Regions from separate parts of the Cyprinus carpio genome. Here region 1 is linked to region 2. The links are chromatin contacts, called in public Hi-C maps. All regions are on one chromosome and are shown on one strand. Each heading gives the region's core, a stretch centred on a gene start, on an enhancer-like site or on the middle of the called end of the contact. The rest is flanking DNA. Distances are from core to core; before and after follow the strand shown. Region 1 holds the start of LOC109060751 (kelch repeat and BTB domain-containing protein 11-like). Region 2 overlaps LOC109083427 (rho guanine nucleotide exchange factor 10-like).

Region 1 (5,598 bases), core at 1,983-4,482, 34 kb before region 2:
GAAGCTCTTGAGAGCCACCATGTCTGTGGACTTTTTCCTGCTGTTGTTGTATGGACACTCTTGCCATTCGTCTCTTTTGGGGTCAAATTTGAGCAACCTATAGAACAGAGACCCTCCCGAGACGTACAGCTCGCCGTTACATGTAGTGGCTTCATGAGCTACCGCAAATGCTCCTTTGGGTAAAGGAGCCACCGCCGTCCAGCGGTCCATTCGTGGGTCGTACTTCTCCACCGTGAAAAGACATTCACCACCAATGGCGTACAGGTTCCCATCCATGGAGACAAGTTTGAGTTGCGATCGTGCTTGCTTCATGGGTCGGACTTCGCTCCAGCGGTCTGTGATGGGATTGTAGCAGAACACTTTGTCCGAGACTTTGCTTTTCTCCCCAGTTCCCCTGATCCCGCCGGCCACAAACAAGTAGTTGTACATGGTACAGATACCGCAGCCTCTGGTGTTGATGTCTTCTGGCATGACAGTCAGTGTGTGCCAGTCCTTACTGCTCTTATTGTAGTAGTAGATCATGTGATTGTCCTCAAAAGACGTGATGGAGAGGGGACTCTGGGGACGGCTGCTGTTTCTGCTGGGCGGTCGACTTCCTACACGCTCAAACACGTCGTTGATTTCCGCCACCATCAGACACTGGCGGCTCTCCATCCGTTTGCGCAGTATGAGGTCTCTCTCTGAGCCCGTGAGGCGCCCGTAGACCGCCGGATCTCTCAGAATCTGAAGAAAGTTGTCGCTCATGAATCGATAGGCAGTTTCTTTCAGTTCATTAAAGCGCTGCTTTTTGGCGATCGTTAGGATTTCATAGCAGTTCTCTGGCGTGATCTGTGTGGATATGGTGTCGATAGCAGCTTGTACCGCACAGGGCATCTGCAGGATCTTTGCTCCTGTGATGACATCCACAATATTGTCTTTGCTTACGTTCATCTGGGAGGAGTAAACATAATCTACAAGCACCAATAAGGTCTTGTAGCTCATTCCTTTTACCTTCAGGATGTCTCGAGAGAGCCTAGCCTTAAAATAATCACTTTTCTCAGCTAATACTGATTTGTGTGCTTGTATTTTCTGTCCACCCACCTCTATGACTAAATTCGGCTCTTCCTTTGCAGATAGAGCTTCTCTTACTGCAGATCCAGTTGGCTTTAGCCCTTGGCTCGATTCCAGCCTTGTCTGTCCGAACAATGTTCTGTAGCTGGTCTGATCTGCTCCTTCAGAGGAACTTATAAAGCATCCTAGGGTTTTTTCAAGTAACCTCGTTTCTTGAGAGCTTGAATAGGAATTATTTCTGTCCTCTGATGTGGAGGAGACATTTTTAATGTCAAACTGACTCCGAACCACCTCACCATCTTTTAGGACATTGGATAATTTGTCAATTTGGAAACTGGAAGCTAACTTTGTGCCATTTGTTTCTTCTCTAATGTTTCTTGAAGCTTCACTGATATTTCTCAAACTAAGGTCCAGATTTTGTGCTCTAGACGAGTCCAGAGGTTGTATGTGCTCTTGAAATCCACTGTCACTAGAGACAGCGTCTTGTGCGTATTCTGCACCTGTTACAGCGCCGTTGTTTCCCAAACTCCTGTTGTCAGTTAAACCTCCTGATTCTGACGTATCCCACGTACCCGGGAGACCCTGCAGTATTTCCATGCTCGGGATGCCTGTTTTCCCCAAAGCCGGGACATTGTTATTGTTGCCTTCGCCTGGGATAGGCGATTCTGGAGAGTCAAGGTTTGCCGCGTGAAATATAACGTCTGCTTGTACTGTGAACATGTTTCTGTCTTGCAGAGTGTTGTTCATCTTTCTGTAGTTGTGGTACACCTTATGTCACTCATTTAGTGCTTTCAGAGCAACTCAAAAAATTTTCCTTTCCCAGCAGTAGACCTAAATTAATCCCAGTGAGCCTCAGGAATGGCTCAGGAGCCTCTAATTATTGGGGTAATGATCTTTCAGAGACAACATGAGTGTGTCCTAGCTGGACAGGTTTGCTGTTTGTTCCATCAGTGTACATTTCATCCAGGTAAACAACAAAAACAAACATATATCAAGAGCAGATCCTTTGTCCTCAGTGTTCACAGCACTGGGGCCAAACCTTCCGAGAAAAGAAGACAAAGTTATTCATCCATATAATTACACTCACATTACAAATTTCTTGTAGACCTTAATCCAAATGATTAGAAAGTTAATGTTAAAAATATAATTAAAACACACCTTCTAACGCTAACTAATAGCAAGTGGTGCTCTTATGGGCAAAAAGCTTTATTTTTTTCCTTTCAACAATGCAAATAATCTGTCTGCTGCAGTGACAGTAAAATAAATCATAAACATCACATAATGAGTTACTGTACCCCTCACTGATCAAAACACTGACATGCTCCATTTAAGTCACTCTAATGCGCTTGCGCATTGCTTGGAAACCCACTGACAGAGCATTATGGATTAAATCTTAAAGAGATCACGAAACAGCACCTTTAGTTAATTTTCTGTCATTATAAGTTGTTTAAATACCAATTTAAATAGATCTAAAAACAAATATATATTGGACGGCAGACAGATAGGTATATATTAATAACGCTTAGCAAAAGAGGCATTTTCAGACAGATAAAGTAACGTTAGTCTTTGAAATAATTATACTGACTATATCCTAAATTATTCAATAGACCCGGTAACGTTACTTACGCGTTAAACGGCGGAATTTCTTTGCGCAATTCCTCGCACAAAGCGCTCTTATGTAAGTCAGTGACTGTAGATCTAAATACACCGCGCTGCAGGCAGTCCACACATTAGTCTGTGAGGGCTGAGTTTTCCCAAATACAGACCACTTAACCATTCACAGGAACGTACTGTCCATCCCATATTGTAATAAAACGGCAGTTCAACGAGAACTTCTCTTCCTCCTCCTCATCCTCGACCAACTGTATGCGTCTGAAAGCCTCGACAGGAGAATCAGCGTCCACGAAATGTCATTATCTCAATGAAAATAATAAAACGAAATATATTCCATAAAGCCACCCTTGTGCTCCGGATCTGATCGACACCGCCTCTCTGCCCTCGGAGTGATTTGCAGTATTTTTTATTTTATTGTAGGCTGAGGTAGTTATTGATCTAAACCACACCCCCGTTTGTGTTCATCCTCTTCACATTAGAGCTGCTGATCAAATCCGCGGTAAGCGCGCGGCGCGACGCAACGCGACGTTCCTGCACGCTCGACGCACCGCCAAATGAAGGATGTTGCGCAATGGACAACGGGAACTCTCAAGCGCAGAGCATTTTAACGTATATTGAATAAAACTACTATCTAAATGTTGTGCTACTAGCTAAATGTAGTGATTTTCTAAAGCACAGTAAACTGGCTCAGTCCGTGAAGAACACTGAATATATTTGATATCGTTGACAAAATACAACATGAAACGAAAAATACATGTCTACATACATGCCCACTCTATAAAAAGCCCACAAATGTCAGAAAAACGTAATTTCAGGTTTTACTCGAAGGAGAAAAAAAAAGCAAAGCTGGAAAAATTGTCAAGAACAGCATGACTTCATCTGGCCTTTTCAAATGTGGTGAAGTTTTATGGGCACATTAAGGAAGCCCATTACTCTCCATCTTGATATTATGGGCTACACGGGTCTACAAGAGAGTTACTAGGGTAACCACTTCATTTCAGAGAGCAACAAATCAGAGTTGAAACTGTCTGTCAGCATGACAGCACATGGTCAGACTGAGATGACACTATTAGCCCTCTAAATACACACATCAGCTGTTCTCAGTCTGAAGGGACTCACAAAGATCCTTGAGCCCACAAAGACTGAAAGCGTTGCATATATTAGTGTGGCATCCTGTGAGGGAGGGAGGAAGGGCCTCCTGCAGAACAACTAAATCTCACCCTAGTGCTAGTGCTTTTATAGCACTGAGGACTTTATCTGTAACGGAAACGTCTAAAATATGACAGGCAGATATCAGATCAAAACCAAAGATTCTTATAAACACTGAGATATCAGCTGTTTTTCTTGATCTTAAAATATCTCAATACAATAATTATAAGAACTATTCACTTGGCATTTATCAAATGGATTATTTTAGGGGTGCATAGTGCTTGATTCTCGTCTTGATGTGTAAAGAATCTGTTTAAATATTATCTGCATTTATATAAATATTAATATTCTCACTCAGTGTGTAGATCCAAGTGTGACTATCTAAACATCCAATAAAAATCAACCATCGTAGTAAAGGGATCATAAATATTACCTTTTTAATTTCCCTTTTAGGCAGACAGCTTGCAAAATGAATATATCAAGACAAATTTCTCTCAAACACATTGCACTGGAAACACAAAGAGGAAAAAAACTACACATTTTATTTTCTTTTTTTTTTTTTTTTAAATTAAGTTTCTTTCCTTCCTTCCATCCATGCCCATGTCAATTTTACCGTAAATCAGTGTTGCTGTTGGTAAAGTGCATTTTACAGAAATCCATTCAACCTCTGTTCAGCCTCAAATGTGATTTTCTTCTGGGGACATTCCCTTGAGTATGAGCTGGCAGTTATAGTCCATCAAAAGGAAAAAGAAACTAAAAAAGGGACTGAAAATGAAAAGGGCCAGTTGAAAACAAAACAAACAAAATCACACATGGTTATCTATCACACTTGCACAGACATACAAAGAATGCTGGTTAAAACATGGTATATATTTGTTAATATACAAGTCAGAAATACATATCACAATGTATCATTATAATGCCTTTTCCATACCTTTAAATATTGATAAGCATTCATTTTAAATTAGAGTTATGGAGGAATGCCATTTTTCTTGAACTTGTGGTAACATAGGACACCAACTTCACTTTAGGACCCAAACGGAATCTCTGGCCCGCCAGAGAATCCCATTCAAGTCATTCAGTCACAGGTTGTAGCTGATCACAGAGGCCAATCTAAAGGCCATAAACCTCAGATGTGCCCGCATTCAACCAAGGTTTTAAGACTTCTTTTAGAAGAACAACCATTCCTTGAAGCAAATATTTTGAGATTTCCTTTCATGAAATGATCTTTAAAGAAAAACAACTGGAATTAAATTAAATGACGAGCTAAACAGATGCAGGCACTGTAAGCATGTTTAAAATGTGGAAAATGATAGAAAAAGTTGTGCTGTTTGCTAGATGTTCCATTGCTTTTTTTTTTTTTTTTTTACTTTTTTGTGAAATGTATTTATGTAGCAGTTAAAAATGTTATATTACCACAATTAGACCTGAATATTATCACACTGGAGTGGTACTGACATTTTCACAAATGCAACTTTTAATTCGGGTGAAAGTGGTAAAACTCATTTCTCTGATGCATGAGTACTTGGTAGTTCTGGTCATTCCTTGAACACATTCTTTTTTTCCCCTTCATTCCTTAATCTTTTTCCCCCCGTCAGCCCATGACTGAATGCAACGTCAGTCTAAGGAACTGCTCTCTCTGACGTGCAATGGTCTATAATGAAGACATACAGTAAAAGCATCATTAGACGACTAAAAGAAACAAAAGAATGATGGATACTGGTGTTTGTGCAGCTGCATCCAAACTAAAACCTGATCTTCACCGTTCTCTGAATACATCTCACA
Region 2 (5,953 bases), core at 2,523-5,022:
GATGTACTGTATGCTTCTCATAACTGTAAAAACTTTGGGTTAAGCTTAAATGCATGAAATTACAATTATAAATTGAGCATACCTATGAATTAGTATGTAAAAATTACGATGAACAAATCTATATACAGTGTGCACATGAATCTAATTTAGAGCAAAGGGTGGCTACTTTGAAGAAACAAAAAACTATAAGAGTTGATTTTAATTTAATATTTACACTGCATAATTTCCATTTTTCAAAATATAATACTTTTGATAATACTACTGCTTTATTGACTAGCCAGTTTTAAAGTGGTTTTAGAAAACAACTACTATTTATGATAAATGTTAGAAATGGTTTTGTAAAAACATTTGAAAATACTCGTGTAAAATGTAGTTAACATTCAGGCTACTGTTACACTTTAGAGAAAACAGGAAACCTCATCACAGCCAAAGTCACAGCTAAAATTATCCCCAACTTCCTCATGGCAAAACTTCAGAAAAAGAAGAGACAGAGCGCATGAGAGAAATGAGGTGAGAGCCAGGAAAGTAAAAAGAGAGAGGATATGTATGGTGATGGTGAACCCCTATTCCAACCAGACCAATGGAGAGAATAAATGAAATGGAAACAGGTGGGAATATCTCTCTTTTTACCATCTTCATCCATAGAGAAGTGTCGGATGATAACTGGGGTGGTGTAGGTTGGTGGGATCACCGGCACATTTGAGGGCGTTGCATAACCACAGGGCACTGGTACTGAATACCCAGAGGGCAACCCAGGGCTACTGAGCACATCCTGAATGCCTCTTTCACTCTCATTGGCTGGGGGAGAGGAGGGAGGGCCGCTCTGCTCTGACAGCAGCTGCTGCTGGATAGGGGCGATGTCAATCACAGAGTAGGGGCTGACTTTGAGCTTGGAGTTGGACGCAGAGGTGGTAACCACACCGGCACCTCTGTTCACTATTGATCAGAAAGTACAGTGACTTATCAGGAAAGTCTGAGACTGTAAGTCTTGTAGGAAAGTGAAAATTGCATTTCCATTGGAAAATACACAGAAATCTCAGTTTATGCAGCTATACTAGTGAATAATCTTTGTAAATTCATATTATCTTATGTGGGAGGGATTCCTGATACAAATAACTAAAGATCACCTACAATAACAGTTAGAAAGAAAGAGGGAAGGAAAGAAAGAGACAGATGTAACCTCAGAAACCATGCAAGAATTAAAAGCAATTGGATGCAGTGGGCTGCCACCAAAATGGCTGTAGATTTGATTTCCAGTTATACACAAAACTGTTTTAGTGGGGAGATTGATAACTGTACACTGTAAAAAAAATTAATTTCCATGGTTCATGCTCACAAAGGCTAGTGGTTAATTGCATAAAACTCACTGTAGTCACCATAAACCATCACAACAAAATATTGTGCGCTGTTAGAGACTCCCTTCACAGGGATGATTTTAGGATTTTTTTAATGGGGTGGTACATGGGGGACCAAGAACCAGTCAGGGGGGCCCATGGGAAAAGTCATGTTTCCCAACACAAGTGGGATGACATAAAAATGGCACTGCACAAGCGCCTGGACAACTCATCTCTCTTTTAATATATATAATCCACTGAACAGACAATAATTGTTCTCCACTTCTTTTATTGTCCAAACAGACAATGTGTGTGTGTCTTGTGAACTTTTTGTAAAAATTGTTCATGATGCTGCAGATAGATAGCTGCTGGTGTAGTCCTCACTGGCCTTCTCTGGCCGGGCCTGACCTGTGCTACCAGGTTCAGGGCTGCTAATTTGCTGGCCAACTTGGCCCTGCCTGGTGGATTGGCTCTGACCTGCACTGCACTGTATCTAACTGTCTTTGAATGTGTTGCTGCTGTGCCTGACTTTGTCCACTTTTCATTTGTTTCCCTACAAAATTTGGTCTAAAAAAACAAACAAACAAAAAAACTACTTAATCATCAATAGTACACAATAGTATATTTAACAGCCATATTCGCATCAGATTAAAGACAAAATCATTTAAATGTGAAGCTGTTCTTGGACACTGCAAATTAAAAAAAATTATATATAAGACTACCACGTAAAAACCTTTGTTAATTCGATACAAACAGGTGTTTACTATTCTACATTTTAAAATTCCTAGTGTAAGAATGCTAACATTATTAAAACCCCACATTTTAGCGTTTTCCCCCGTTACTGATTGTGCCTTTAGTGTTTGAAACAACAGGAAGAAACGTAACATAATGATTTCTATTTTAAGCGGTGCTGGTGCCAGTGACGTCTCATATTGGAATTAATCGGCTGTGAACCAGACAGTGAGTAGGTGTTCTCTACTTCAAGCGGCGTTGCGCTGCCGATTAGCATATGACATCAGCGCGTGAGATTTTAGATGCACTCTAAATGCTCCCACACCGCAGATGTTATACTCTGATCAGTATATGCTGTTGGGGGGGCCAAGCATATTTTGATGGGGGGTGGTGCCACCCCTCTAGACACACCCCTGCCCCTTCATTATGTACAGTATGTAAAAAAAAGTACTATATATTTTCATGTATAAAAAAACTCAATTTATACTGTGAAAAATATTATGTGTAATATAGTACAGAAAAAAAAAAACAAGAAATGTTTACAAAATTAACTGCCTTTTATATTTTTATTGTACTAAAGAAAATCACTAAAAACATTACGTAAATACAGAAGACCTTTGTTGATCTCGGAACACAAATCAAGCTATTTTTGATGAAATCCTAGAGCTCTCTGAACCTGCATAGACAGCAATGCAGCTGACACGTTCAAGTAGTAAGGACATTATTAAAATAGTCCATGATGTGACATCAATGGTTCAACCGCAATTTTATGAAGCTACGAGAATATTTTTGTGCACAAAGAAAACAAAAATAATGTCTTTATTCAACAACTTCTTCTCTTCCATGTCAGCCTTCGACATGCATTCATGAGAGTATCATGATGCATGCATGTGGTGCTGCTGACGCAGGAGATTGTATTCTGACATAGAACCTGGATTTCACTGCGCCTTGTTTACAATGTGTCATGGTACTCTCATGAATACGCGTCAAAGACTGACACAGAAAAGTAGAAATTGTTGAATAGTCATTATTTTTGTTTTGGTTGAACCACTGATGTCACATGGACTTTTTAATGTCCTTACTACCTTTCTGGGCCTTGTACATGTCAGTTGTGTTGCTGTCTATGCAGGGTCAGAAGCTTAACAGAGGTCTTACGGGTTTGGAACGACATGAGGGTGAGTAATTAATGACAGAATTTTCATTTTTGGGTGAACTATCCCTTTAAGATGAAACATATCTGAGATTAAGACTTTTTTTCAAAAAACTATTATGCGGTCAATAGAAGATCTTGTGATTTCTCTCTTTAAAAAGCAGAATTAACTAATTAATTTTAAAATCAATTTCATAAATAAAATAATTCATCTTAATATCTGTGCTTAAATGTAAACTTACTGTCCTGCTTGCTGTCAACAGCAGCTCCTATAGCGCCCTCTGATGGTGGAGGAGGGTCTCCGTCCTGGCGTTCTGCTGCATTCTGACACGGCTCTATGGGCGGAGGTGGTAGATCACACTGTGGGAAGGGTGCATGAGCCAAAGGGCTGTTATTAGTGGGGCAGTCCTGAGGTGGAGGGGGCAGATCAGCCTCTGCGGTGAGTAAGTTATCTTGGTTTGGACTTGTTCCATTTACGGGTGCGTCCCTGGCTGTTGAAGAGCAGGGTGGAGGCATGAAGACTGCCTCAGGTTCAGGGGGTGGCCGTTCTGCCTCGGGGGCTTCATCACCACTGTTGTCAAACTCAAACTTCTCACCTTCATCTTCGTCATCCAACACTAAAGAGAGAGAAAGAGATAGAAGTGTTTTGCATTCCATTGTTTTTACTGATGTTGAGTATGGTAAAAACTATAAATTAGAAAAATTAGATAGTCTGTGAATGGAGTATGTTGTGGTTGAGGTTTGTCCCCACGTTTCTCTCTGCCAACCCAGGGTTCACAAAAACACATGTTCAGATTTTTAAGAGCAAATTTTAATTTAAGGTTATGTACAAGAACACTTTCCTCAAAATGCCTCTAAGAGTTACTGTACATATGGCACAAAGTTGTAAGGGAACAGTGAAACAAAACCAAACACCAAAACTGGGGTACAGGAAGCACACAACACGCTGAAAGGAAACCGGGTCAAAAAAGCACACTGCTTATTTTCCACAGGGCTGAAGTGCTAAAGAGGAAACACGTCTACTGGGACCAGAGAACAAAAGACAGAGAGAAAGAACTAAAATTCAAATACACTGATCAAAGATTTCTCACTCATGTGGTTTGGCTTGTACATTAAATGCTGCCATCGCAATACAGGCTACTTACTTAAACTAAATTTAAAGGGACAGTTTACACAAAAATGAAAATTCTGCTATCATTTACTCACCCTAATGTCATTTCAAACCTGTATGATTTAGCTTCTTTTGTGTATGACTTACACTGTAGTCTGTTAATCACATAGCTATTGATTTGGTTGTTGTATGAACTAGTACTGTGATACTGTCATGGAGCTTTTGTTCTCTTTTTAAACTTGAAAAACTCACTGAAAACTTCACTTTGTTTTTAATGCAAGAAAAAAAAGAGTGGAAAATGTTCTAATTTAGAATATTCTAAATTATACTATATTTGCATTTTTGTGTAAGATGAAACGGTCATACAGGTTTAGAACAGCATGAAGGTGAGTAAATGACAATTTAATTTTTTGGGTGAACTGTCCCTTTAAGGAAAGCTTTGTCTGAGTTTGAATCTGTCTTTAATGATCCTACATCAGCAAAAAAACTCAAAAACCAAATGGCAGCCTTACAGTATGGATGAAAGACATCCAAGAATGGAGGAATGAGGAATAAGAGAAGAGACAGGGAGGGAGACCTTGACGGTGTGAGGCTATTATGAAGCAAACACTTGGCAGTTCATGGATTCTCTTGACCCAGTGACTCACTCTTTAGAAATGTGAGTAATGTGAGAGTCCTTTTCCTCCATTCAGCTCTGGATCCCCCGTCCAATCGCAGCCTCCCTCAAGGGCTGAAGTGCACACAGTAGCCATTATACTAGACTACAGTAATTAAGCCTGCTACAGAGTTTTACAGACAGTTTATTTATAAAATAAGACTGCATATGCAGACAGTAACATCTCTAAACCACTCAAATTCATTACATGGAGTCTTAAATAATGTTTGTTTTTCCTCTCACAGGGATAATGAGAGGAGTGGTAAAACTGAAAGACTCTGGACCTCTGCCCAGGAAACCATGTTTCCGCTGATGGAAAAAGTTATCTCTTAAAGTCGATAAATCCACCATGGCGCGCTGGTACGAGGTTGCTCACTGTAATAGCAGAGATTCCAAACACAAACCTTGACAGACTAATTTCCTCTGCTTACTTCCATCAGTAAAGCATTTTTCATTTTAAGCCACTTAGAGCCAGGTGCACACATCTTGGTCTGTTGCCACAAAGTTTGGGGAACATGAAAGATTTTTTACATCATAGAACAAAGCTGGCAGTTACAAAGTGCTTACATGTAAAATACCCACTGCTGGGCTTTTATTTTTTTTTGGAAAAAAATGAATAAATAAACATACATGTATACATACATACATATATATACAGATCCAGCTGTGATCCTTGGATAGTCTTTGGCCACTCAAACTCTCCTCCTCACCGTGCATTAGGATGATATAGACAAACATCCTCTTCCAGGCAGATTCATAACATTTTCTGTTGATTGTAACTTATTGCCCTGATGGTGGAAATGGGGATTTTCAATGCTTTAGCTCTTTTGTTACAGTCACTTTCTATTTTGTGAAGCTCAACAATCTTGTTCTACGCATCACTATATTTTTTGGTTTCACTGCTTGTGATGGATGATTAAGGGAATTTAGCCTTTGTGTTCCTCATATTTATAATCCTATGGAACAGGATG

The links. A called contact is a pair of places that touch in the nucleus more often than the background predicts.
Region 1: a Hi-C map of liver shows a contact between it and region 2, with 3 times the contacts expected there. The contact joins the promoter of LOC109060751 here to the enhancer-like site in region 2. A contact is called at or near these places in 3 of 8 Hi-C or Micro-C datasets (liver and skeletal muscle).

What each region holds. Positions count from the first base shown.
Region 1 is chrB17:12,726,542-12,732,139 of ASM1834038v1, reverse strand. It overlaps LOC109060751 (kelch repeat and BTB domain-containing protein 11-like), which reads right to left and starts at 3,232. Exons shown (of 2, transcript XM_019077906.2): 1 at 2,677-3,232; 2 at 1-2,089. The coding sequence starts at 1,797. LOC109083427 (rho guanine nucleotide exchange factor 10-like) reads right to left here. Exons shown (of 28, transcript XM_042742324.1): 28 at 4,234-5,598. The coding sequence ends at 5,594.
Region 2 is chrB17:12,692,625-12,698,577 of ASM1834038v1, reverse strand. LOC109083427 (rho guanine nucleotide exchange factor 10-like) reads right to left here. Exons shown (of 28, transcript XM_042742324.1): 3 at 3,459-3,833; 4 at 631-936. Among protein-coding and RNA genes, the nearest start is that of LOC109083427, 19 kb to the right of the region's middle. Within about 2 kb of position 3,772, at least 2 of the 8 cell types and tissues checked have an H3K27ac peak or open chromatin away from gene starts, as enhancers often do. A contact at or near this core is called in liver, where this site is marked.